Linked DNA regions of Cricetulus griseus: regions 1 and 2 are each linked to region 3. Evidence: chromatin contacts called from public Hi-C data. All regions are on one chromosome and are shown on one strand. The core of a region is the stretch at or near the end of the contact, and the rest is flanking DNA. Distances in the headings are between cores, read along the strand shown. Region 1 has its middle 14 kb from the start of Ctdp1. Region 2 has its middle 18 kb from the start of Nfatc1. Region 3 overlaps Nfatc1 (nuclear factor of activated T-cells, cytoplasmic 1).

Region 1 (3,921 bases), core at 1,124-3,623, 110 kb before region 3:
CAAGAAGCAGCTGTTTCTTACTCCCCTAGAATAAAACATCATAATTTAACCACACCCACCAGCCCAGTGGAGCAGGAGTGAAGGCCTGTGTGCACATCTCAGATCTGTAATTGCAGCCCTGGAATCTCAGTGGGGGAAGGTGGCCTTAAAAAGAAACAACTTGGTAGATATCAGAGAAGGGGTCCTGGGCAGACTGCCTTCCCAGGAACTGAGACAGGGTTTACAAACACATATGAAATAAATGTTTCCATTTTTCAAAACTCTGAACCCTGGGTGTCAAAATTCACATTTCTACAACAATGTGAGGGTACCAGCCTCCCTGGGTCATGTGAGTCTAAGATACGGACCTTCCTTTCTGCTCGTAAGAAACTTTTCCACAATATTCTTTTTAAAACTCCAGAGTGTGAACTTTCCTATCCTCCTTAAACTGTTGGCTTCAGTGGCTCCCACCATACCTGCAAGTTTATGAGAATATCACCATTTTGATTTCATTAAAGATTTCTAGGGAAACACCCTTTCCCCCATGGGGACAGAATGAATGTGCCTCTCCTATGTAACGAGAGAAGAGGCCGCTAGATGGAGACCTCTCTCCATAGCCCTGCGGTCTGTGTGGACTGGGCTGTGGCCCCACAGTGGGGGAGTATGTGAAGGCAAGCTTTGTCTCCCAAGTCCCAGAACACCCCACACCTGCATCTTTGGCCCTGGGGTGGTGTTTTAGGGAGTGTGTGAACCACAGTTTTCATTTGATTACAAATGTGTTATGCTTGACTGATTATGTATATTTTGAATGTGTCCTAGAAAGAATCACGTTTAGCTAGTTACTCATGTTATTGAGGATGAGACTAAATTTCTTTTAAGAAAAGACTGTTGAACAATAACGTACTGGAGACTGGGTATGATGACGAACACCCTTAATTCTACACTCAGGAGGCAGAAGCCGGGGAATCTCTGTGAGTTTGTGGCCAGCTGGTCTACACAGTGAGTTCTGGGCTAGCCACAGTTGCACGGTGAGACACTGCCTCGAAATAACAACACACTAATGTGAGGGAAACGAGATCCGGTGTGATAGTATTCCTGTTGTGTGAGGGGCAAGGCTGTGGGTGGGAGTCGCAGGTGTTGGTGATGGACAATGCGGGAGGGCAGCCTCTAACTCAGTGTGGTGGGAATCGTGTCTGGAAGCAGATAGAAACTAGTGTCTGATGTGGTATCTGAGATCCTTCACACCAGGGGCATGATAATTCACCTCACTTGCTGTTCTCTCAGGCCTCTGAAGCAGGCAGCCGTTGATTAACTTCATGCCATCAGATAAGCGAAGGGAAGGCCTGCCCCAGGATGATGGAACTTCATCACGCAGCTAACACAATCAGGAAGCAGCTCTTTATGGAATTAGGGACCTATCCGTGTGAGCTAGGGGCTATGAGTGTCACTGGGGGCTCAGTCGGAGCAGAGGAAGGGTGATGTAGGACCTGTGGGCTACACAGCCATCCACGAGGCTTAGCTAGATTCTCCGAAACTTGAAAATCAGATTAGTGAATCCCTTGGGGTTTTCCAGCTTCTTTCTGCTTCAGGACTAGGAGGAGCAGACAGGCCTCTCTTTGTCCCCCAACTACCTCCCCCTTTCCATGGAATGTTGCATGCTCATGTGAGTGTATCTGTATGCATGCATGTAGGTACACATGTGTAGGCTCCCAAGACTTCTTGGGTTATTTTATTTTAGTGACCATATTATACTATTATTCCCATTTTCTCCTGGAAGAAAGAGAAATTCTGAGCAGTCAATACTTGCCAAAGAGGTTACCAAATGTATTCATCTATGGGTCATCTATAGATTTTCTTTGAGTCTGTTACCCTGTCTCAGAATGATTCTGCCTTTGCTCGAACACATCTGTGTGTGGCTGCTTTCAGGCAGGGCTGCCACCTGCTTTATCTGGGAGAATAGATGGGGGGGGGATGTGGGCCTGCTAGGGCTGCTTCTCAGCACCGTTGCAGGTTTTGGGGTAGGCATTCCCACACTTCCTCTCCTGCTTGTGTGGACAGTCAGTTTGCACAATGCTGTTTCATAGAGGGGGTTTATCTGTTGTTAAGCATCTGCCCACAGAGCTTGGGGGAGAATAGAAAAGATGTTTTAGAAACATTTACCGAGGGACCGAGTAGATTAGCAAGCACTGGTCACAGCGCATCTCATCTTAGGCAGCACACAAGCCATAGCCTTCAGGGAGGTGGTGGGACATTGCTGTCATCCGTTTACTCCAAACATGGCATGATGTACATGACTGTGCAAATTTGTCACACCCACACTGATGGGGGTTCTCGGGTCTGCATTCTTAAGTGTCACCACACTGTGGCACAATTGTATCTTCAAATATTACTCATGCAATGTGGACTTTATTTTTCTGTGTTTATCACATCCTTCAAACAAAACCCTATGCCTCTCTACATAGTGAGCAAAGTGAGGACAGCTTTTGAGAGGGGTGCCATCATGTTCCAGAAATTACAGTGGACAGTTTCAGAGGACGGAAGGAGCCCAAGGCTGAATGGAAGTTAGAAAGACCCGGCTTGTCCTAACAGGGACACAGGAGAGTAGAAAGGAAGAGGCTTATAGATGGTGGAGGAAGAGCTCAGCCCTGGGATGTGGTCAGGGTTTTACACCTCCCTTTCAAACCCTACCTGCCCTGCCTCCTCTCTCCCTTTGTTTTTCCTCTCCTCCATTCCATAGCTCTCTTAAGTCCTGGAGTATTTATTAGCAGAAAGCTTATCTAGAGGATTCTGTAGTTACAAATGTGAAAAATATTTTTTACAGATACATCTCAACTAAATAAAATATTTTATGAAAAGGCTTAAGGAAATAAAATCCTTTATTAAGATACAGTGAAGATTGAGTTTAGACCTGAAGAAATGAAGTCTGGGTTTCATGGAGGTTGTCCTGTCATCATGTTCACAGCAGCACTGTTCAAAATAGCCAAGATGCTACCGAACTTTACCCATCAATAGATGGGTGGGCAAACACACACTACAGAACAGTCTTCCTCCCTAAAAAGGAAAAAAAAAAAACATGACATAGGCAACACACAGCTGATCCTTGAGAACATTGTGACAAGCCTGCCAAAAAGGGGTACACATATGTGATTTCTCCAAATTCACAGAGACAGAGTAGCATGGTGGCTGCCGAGGGGCACAGAGTTTAATGGGGACAGAGTTTCATCTATATATGATAGAAGAGTTCTATGGGTGGTGGCAATGGCTGGCTACATAGTCATGTAGATGTACACCCACTGCTGAACTGGATGCCTGGAACTACTTAGGATGGAACACTGGACAGTCTGTGTATTTTTACTGCAGTTTTCAAAACCCACCAAAGGCACATCTTTATATTTCAGGAAAGGTTAGCCCTTCGTGACTTGGTTTTGGAATTCTGGGTATTCTACTCCAGCTAATTGTTTTGTTTTTCCCAAAAAGAACCTTCAGTTCTCTGAAAAACGTCTCATGCTTTTTTTTTTTTTTTTTTGGTTTTTCGAGACAGGGTTTCTCTGTGTAGCTTTGGAGCCTATCCTGGCACTCGCTCTGGAGACCAGGCTGGCCTTGAACTCACAGAGATCCGCCTGCCTCTGCCTCCCAAGTGCTGGGATTAAAGGCGTGCGCCACCAACACCCGGCGTCTCATGCTTTCTTACCTTCGGAGCAGGTGCTTTCTGGGCTGGAATATTCCGACCCTTTTGAGTTTTAAGAGGAGTCACTGCCCTCTGGACTGTGGCCTCCTGGGCAGGGCCTTCTTGCCTGTCCCCATTGCGCTTATCGGTTGATAGTTTAGCTTTAGCAGCAGTAGCAGTTACTATAGCCAACTGTTGCTATAGCCACAAGAACAACTGACATTCTTTTGGAGCGTGGGTCCAGGAGAAGCTTCCCGCATCACCTCCTTTTGTGT
Region 2 (3,625 bases), core at 278-2,777, 120 kb after region 3:
ACATCTATGCACGGCTGAAAGACACCAAGTGATGACACACATTGGTGTCATGTGCCTCATTAGAATCCAGAGCTTGGTCCTTCCAAGACTGACACCCCACTCTGTCAAGTCACTGACCAATGCCCAAAGTCAGGACAGGGGAGAGGACAGAACAGAAGTCCCATCGTGGCTTCTGCTAAATCCTGTGTACACTTGCAAGGAGCTGAAGAGATAATGTAGGGCTTAGCATGGTTGTGCAGTTGTTTGTAGTGGGGTAGCTTTTATACAGGGATGTGAAGGTCAGCCAGTCTTGGATGAGAAGGGTGGAGAGGCCAGGGTTGACTGGTACCCGGGCCGTGAGCCCCTGACTGGAGTACTTGGGGGCTGCAGGGTGCAGATATGGTGGGGCAGACAAAGGTGCTTATCTATGCCCATATATGACCTCTCCCATCCCACTCCTTTCAGGGTTTCTGTATGCGCCTGGGTGTACTAGTGAGGATGACTTAAGGACCTACATGAATGTGGCCTTGTGGCTTGAGAAGCAGTGTACTAGGCACAGCCAGGTCCACACATGTACCTGCATACAAGGTCAGTTCAATTCCTTTCACTCTTGAGAAACCCCCTAAACTCTGTGCCTCAGTTTCTCCAGTCCTTAATTATTGATACTGCACTCTCCAAGCATGTCTGTGACACCATGCTGTCCTCCTGAGGCATGAGGGGTTGAAAGGCCAGTCCTACCTTCAAGGGTGCCAGTGGCAGGAGGTGCCAAACTCCTTAAGTGGTGGGGCAAGAGGAGGCATAAGGACAACATCCTTATGGGGTCCAAGAGCATTCTGCAGAAGACCTGTGGGACTGACCCTGGGGAAAGTGACCACTGAGCAGTCTTCCCTCCTGGTACCCTGGGGAGTCCTGTCCCTTGGCAACACATGGTTGGAAGCTTTGGCAGGTGGGCATTTCCTAAGACATAGGATCCCTGGCCCAGGCAGATCCTTCCCATCTGGGCTGGGTCGCAGATACTGAACCACATGGGAGCTCTCTGCAGGCCATGCATCACAGTCACTAACAGATCTGCTTGAGGTCGACTGGCTTTCCTTCCAGAAAACCCAGAGGAATGTGAAGGGCTGTTGTCCAGGCCTGAGCTCACTTCCCACACTCGGCCAGGGGGTCTGATGTTTCTGATGTGACCACTCAGCAGAATGTTTCTCATGAGACCTATGAATATAGGTTCACAGGAAGTTTAACAAACCGTAAGTTGTGGGGAAGACCCCTGCCCCTGTCTAGCACATACCGTAAGGCCCACAATGATGGGTTATAGTGCTGCTATTGCCTGTCACAGAATGTTCAGCTCCCCATCCTGTGAGTCCCAAGAATGTCACTGCAGGGTTCCTTCCAAAGGCTGCTTATTGAAGGCTTGGTTCCCAGACAGTGTTGTGGGGAAGTGTGTGACCTAGTCAGAGATGGGGCCCAGAGGGAGGAGCTTAGGCCGCTAGGGGTGTGCCCAGGATGAAGGGTGTCTGTGAACCTTGGTCCCTTCCTGTCCACCCCAGGAGTGCAGTGTTGATCTAGTGATCACAAACTCCCCATGTGATTTTATGCTTCACCAGACTATGGGCGGACACCTCAGAAACTATGAACACAATGAACCTTCCCACGTCCCTGATTTTCTCAGGTGTTTTTATACTCACCTGCTGCTGTGTCTCATCAACGGAACTTTTTTTTTTTTTTTTTTTTTTTTTTTTGCTTCCTGGTTAAGCCTGCTTTGCTATTTCCCCCTAGTTTCCCAGAAGTCTTGATTTTAAACTTCCCTTCTCATATAAGCATTTAAACCTATAAATCCCTCAAGCATGGCTTTGATTGTGTCTCTCAAATCTTGACATTTTCATTACACTGAAATAGTTTAAATTTTCTCTAGTCCTTTTCCTTTCCTTTTTCTGCCACTTTTAGAAGTAGGTCATTTGATTTGTGAAACAGGGCTTTCTCATGTCCTCAAATTTATAATCCTCTTGCCTCAGCCTCTGAAGTGTTGGAGTTACAGGCATGTGTCAAGCATGCCTACTTGGTCTGGCTTTGGGCTTCTTTGGGGTTCCTCTGCTGTGTTTTCTGCAGTGGCTGGGCACCTAGCTGGTGTGATGGGCTGACAGCATCACCTTCATTTCTCTCTCCTTCCATGTTAGCTGCTGATGATGGATGGCAACCACAGAGGTGGACAGATGCTTCAATGGGTAACAGGACTCTCTGTGTAAGCACAAACTCAGTTCAAGCCCCAACACCCACATGGAAATCTAGGTGTGCTTGTTTGCACCTGTAACCCCAGTGCCATGAGAGGCAGATGGTAGAAGCATTGAGACATGCTGGCTGCCAGCCTAGCTCCAGGTCAAGTCAGAGACCCTGTCTCAAAGGATTGAGGCAGAGAGTGATGCAGCAGGCCACCTGATACCCCTCTGGTCTCCACATATGCACGGGTGTGCTATCTGCACACCCCTGTGCATCTACCACACACACCATATGGATACATAGAGAAAATAATCTTTAAAAAAGTAAACTATATCAGCTAGCTGTGCTTAGGAAGGCAACTGGTCTCCCAAGAACAGAGTGTTCTTTCACATGTCCTCTTTACCTTAGCAGAACTTCCACCAAGTGCTCTCTTTGTCCTAAGGGATGCTTTTTATTATGCAGTCTACTGTGCGTGATACTGCCATGGCCACCTGGCTTCATGCCACCTCCTGTTAGCCCCATCCATTTGCCCACTGTATGTCAGTCTGGGGTGTAGTTCGCTTTGCATTTTGCCCATCTGGGTCACCTGTCATCTTTTGTGACAGTGCCTCTGGTGCACTGACCATACCTGGTTGATGCCCCTGAAGACAGGTCCCAGGCCTTCCTCAGAGGTGGAGCAGCAAGCAGCTTGCTTGGCTACCCTGAGTACTTCTACTACAGCCTCTTTGCTGGGCTCTGGGCACAACAGGAAGGAACCAGAGGTCACTTTAACAAAGTTACCGTTCTGTGGGAACACGGCAAGGCCCTCTCTGCTTCACAACTGTTCTGACAAAGCATGGTGGTCCTAGGCTGAAATGCTATGTGGCCATCAAAATTTATTGGCTCACCTGACTGCCCATCACCCAGCATCCACCCACCCATTCCATCTGTCTCTCCATACGTCTATCCACTCATTTCCACTGGACTGAGGGACGGACCATCCACTGAGCCATCTACCCACGCACTGATCCATCCAGTCACCCGGTGGCTATCCACTTGCTTACCTGTGCACCTGCCACCTGTCCACAGCTTATCATTCTTTCTTCTGTTCACCCATCACGTCTGCCTCAGTGGCCTTTCCCGCGGATCCTCACAACTCTGCTGCACTGTTCTGTGCTTTGCTTCTGCACCATCTGTCCTCTGATCCCAATGTGAATACATCATTTCTGGTCTTGGCTCAAGCCCATCTTTTCAGGGTCTCTTCACATGCTATCTGTCCTGACAGCTTCCTTACATGCACATTTTCATGTGGAATGAGCAAGACCATGTCTGTCACATGCCTTTGCGTACTACAGGAACTTGTGAAAGTTTCCTGCCTTGGAGTTTCCAATGGGGAGGAGGTCAAGACCAGGGCCCTTAGACAGTGTGGCGGCCCTTTCTTTGCACAAGGCAG
Region 3 (3,789 bases), core at 707-3,206:
GCAATTCAGGCATGTTCCATAAGGGGGCATTAACTCCTAAGGCACAATCATTAAACATGTTTTAATTAAACCATGCTTTTTGGTTATAAGAAATAATGGGCCACTGCTAGTGACTGTAATAAGCAGCTAATTACACAAAGCCGACACCAGCCTATCCATTACCAGTAGCTAACCTGAAAACATACTATCCACAGACTGCATATAGAAACGTTTTTTGGTAATTGTTTTCTCAGATGAAGCAGAGAGCTATAAGGCTTCTGTGAAATAATAATCTTATAATTGAACAAATATATTACACTCCTTTTGTAATGTTATTTACAACCACTTTCAGACTTGGCCATTTGGTAGCCTATGGGCATTTGAGCACAGCTCTACTGCGGCCTAGAATGCTCAGTAACTGCATGAGATACGAAAATGCCCCCTGCCTTTGCAGGGGTGACAGGCCCTGTCTGTGCAGGGGTGACAGGCCCTGTCTGTGCAGGGGTGATGGGCCCTGATGGAAGGTGCTGGAAAATGGGGTCTGGACTCTGAGGTGCATTCTCAAGGTGGACACTCATTATTGCTAACATGGAAGCCCTGCTGGGCCTGGACAGGTCATCATCATCTCCGTTCTTGAATATCTATACATAAATAAATGTCTATATGTACAAGCATGCAAACACAAGGTACTGTCCCATAGCAGGCATGTTTTGCTCTGTCCAGGGCCCTGTATTGTGCTGATCAACTTCCTTGTGCTATGTTTGAAGCCAGATTAAGAACAAAAATCTCAGCATGCTATTATTAACAAACCTATGGTTTTAGTCACACGGAGGAGGGAATCTCATTATGAAAGAGCTGAGATGACAATTGGAAGATCTCTAAAATGCACTGGATAAGGCAGGCAAATTGTGTAGGACAGCCAGGAAAGTTAGAAATAAGTAGGAAGCCAGAGCTGACCAGAATCCTATCAATTAGTACAAAGGATAAAGGCTCCTAACAAAGTTTTTTTGTTTGTGTTTTTGTTTTTGTTTTTAATAACTTTGGCTCCTACAAATACTCTTATGGTAGAAAATTCAATGCTTGCTTCCACAATGCCCTGGCGTGGTGGTAGGATGAAATAAGGCACTTCCAGTGTTTTACTCCAGTGGGCAGGAGGGTCAGGCTGCCACACAGGCCTTCTTTCCGTGGGCTAGCATCTGCCCCTGGCCTCACTGGCCAGCCCTTCTCTTTTCTTGAGATGACTTTTCTCTCAAGAGTTGTAGTGGCTTCCTCTTCTACTCAATCCTTGTCAGGGAGCTACTTCTTCAGACATAAGCTCCTTGCATTCAGTGAGTTGGGATTTCTGAGTGGTACCAGATGTGTGTTCAGTTTATTTCATCAAAGTCTTGCTTGCTGAAGCCTAGTTGTCTGCACAGAGCCAACTCCACACAGCTTCTGCCAGCTCCAACGTGCTGAATTAGGAGTGGGGGTTCGTGCTGGAGAGGTCATTGCGAATGATTTCATTTACTGCAAGAGAATGAGAGGAAAGAGTTTTAGGGAAATGGTTCCTTACTGCCAACTTCCAAGTTAATAGCAGGGAATGCCAACAACCACTTTTCTAACGGGTTATATTCCGTCTGTGATGCTTAGATGCTCCAGAACACCTTCTCTGGGGCAGGAGTCAACTCCAGATATCCCCGAAGTTTGTAAAACAAAATGTTGACACACTACAACATCCCCTGGAGTGTGCTCAGTGGCTGTTCATGAGCCTCCCTTTGTTTGGGACATTTCATTTGTTTTTCTGAAGAGGGTCAAGTCACAGTGGCCCCCACAAGCCAGTGATGGCCACTATCACTGTGTGATTGTTGGCAGATGGACAGGAAATGACAGAAGCTAGGGAAGGCCATCACCAGCAAACAGCCCAACACCCCTCCCTCTCTACCCTGCCTCTTTCTGCCCAACCACCTGATCCACACTGAGATAGGAAATGTCACTGGGCGGCTGTCACCACGTCCCATTTTTTCAACAGAGTTTGAAGGCAGGGCACCCATGCTGACGTCAGGGAACCACCCAGGCTTCCCTTCCCCATGGGCTGGAGCACTCGCCCTGCATCTAGATAAGCCCCTGGAGCTCACTGATGGAGGCCCCAGCCTGTCTGAGGACGCTTCCTGGAGCCATCAGGGGGGCATGCATTTCATCACCACTCCCTTCCCTAAACTGCCTTTCAACACCCCTTCCCCAGCAATAGTTTTAAGAATAACAATAATAAAATGCAATTGGGGGAACCAGGAATTGTGTCATGGGAACTGATAGCAGAAACTGACAGCAGAAGGAAGCCTGGCGGCAAACAGAGCCCAGGCTCGCCCAAAAGGGGCTGCCTGGCAAGACACTCACAAGAGCAAGGCTCCCGATACCAGTGCCACCGCTGCACTCCTGAGCTGCCCTGCCTAGGGTGTGTCTGCTGTTCCCGAAAGAGTCACACTTTCAAAGATGAACTGTGGCTGCTTCCTGGCTGGCTTCGTCGGTGGTGGTAGGCACTCATGAGCCCCTCCGTGCTGATCCAGGATTGATCCTTGTCCACAGGACCCAGCAGACTATGGAGAGGGCTCATTCTTTAGTGTGGAAAATACCAGAAGGCAAGCAGTCTCCCTTTGGCCCTGTGACTTCACAGCCACTAATGAGGAATAACAAGGCCCAGGTGCTCGCAGGCTGGTCTGGGACCAGCAATCAGGACTCAGCTTGTCCCTGGAGTTTGCCCTGGTAGCTCCTTAGCTACCAACATTTTCCATGATGCTGGGGTGTGGGTGCAGGGCTGCTGCACAGCCCTGAGAAGCAGCCGGGCAGCAGGGGCCCCGGGAGGATCAAGGGCGTCTGCTCTGTGCAGTATAAGCCACAGTCCCACGTCCCTTCTGTGTCCTCATGCTTTTCTCACGACTCTCTTGCCAACATCCCTGGCTGAGCTTTACGTGTGGCTCCTCAGCAGGGATGCCCTGAGACAGGGGCGCGTAATTCTTCTTTCCCTTTCGCTTGTGTAGCCCTCCTGTAAAAGGCATACCTGTCCATTCTAAACTTCATCAGTGTCAGAGAAAGACCACAAATTTCTTTCCTTTTTTAAGGTGGAAAGGGGCTTGCCTGAAGTTAGGATCTCTTGGGGTGAAGTCAGAAGGGCTTAGACACTTGACGAAGCAGAATGCTGTGTGCAGAGGGTTTCTGTGTGGAGGTAGAGACAAGCCACAGCCCCCTCCACTGTGCCACACCCATCTCTGTTCGGTGACAGACTGCTGCGTCTAACTGCCAGGGTGTCCCATTTGCCTCATGCTGTCTCGAAGCTTTGAGTGCATTAGGGCCTTGGGTACTCACTGCCCAGGCTGGGTTCCCAGGTCAGGGTAAAGTTAGGACAAACACCCCACCTGGGGCTCTGGATTGGTGACCATCGCTGAGTGGCAGGTGGGCATGTGGCGCTAGGAAAGATGTCTGTGGAGTAAGAAACGCCAAGACTTGGAGATGAGCCACCACTTAGAGGCAGAAGCAACCCCATGGGTTCCAAATACGTTTTGACTGAGCTCCGTGCAAGAATCAAGACACCACTCAAACATATAACACTAAGAGAGTCAGCATCTTATTGCCCATTTAGATCACAGTTTGGATTGAACAGCAGACCAATCACTAGCAGTGCTTACTGGTGAAAAGAAGTTTGAAGAATAGTAACGAGGAGAGGATGATAAGAAATAATGTTGGGGGGAGCAGGGGGAGTCTAAGGAGCAGTGGTGAGAAGCGAGAGTCTAAGGGGTAATAATGGGGCATAACGATGAAGGATGGGAGGGGCTGGGG

What was found. A called contact is a pair of places that touch in the nucleus more often than the background predicts.
Region 1: a Hi-C map of fibroblasts shows a contact between it and region 3, with 2.8 times the contacts expected there. The contact joins two enhancer-like sites. A contact is called at or near these places in 2 of 8 Hi-C or Micro-C datasets (the CHL-YN cell line and fibroblasts).
Region 2: a contact with region 3 is called in a Hi-C map of the CHL-YN cell line, with 5 times the contacts expected there. The contact joins two enhancer-like sites. A contact is called at or near these places in 6 of 8 Hi-C or Micro-C datasets (the CHK-Q cell line, the CHL-YN cell line, the CHO-K1 cell line and 2 more).

Annotation. Positions count from the first base shown.
Region 1 is chr2:234,850,298-234,854,218 of CriGri-PICRH-1.0, reverse strand. No RefSeq gene overlaps it. Among named protein-coding and RNA genes, the nearest start is that of Ctdp1, 14 kb to the left of the region's middle. Within about 2 kb of position 2,373, at least 2 of the 6 cell types and tissues checked have open chromatin away from gene starts, as enhancers often do.
Region 2 is chr2:234,617,358-234,620,982 of CriGri-PICRH-1.0, reverse strand. No RefSeq gene overlaps it. Among named protein-coding and RNA genes, the nearest start is that of Nfatc1, 18 kb to the left of the region's middle. Within about 2 kb of position 1,527, at least 1 of the 6 cell types and tissues checked has open chromatin away from gene starts, as enhancers often do.
Region 3 is chr2:234,740,803-234,744,591 of CriGri-PICRH-1.0, reverse strand. It overlaps Nfatc1 (nuclear factor of activated T-cells, cytoplasmic 1), which reads right to left. Exons shown (of 10, transcript XM_027403689.2): 10 at 1-1,485. The coding sequence ends at 1,483. Among named protein-coding and RNA genes, the nearest start is that of Nfatc1, 110 kb to the right of the region's middle. Within about 2 kb of position 1,956, at least 1 of the 6 cell types and tissues checked has open chromatin away from gene starts, as enhancers often do.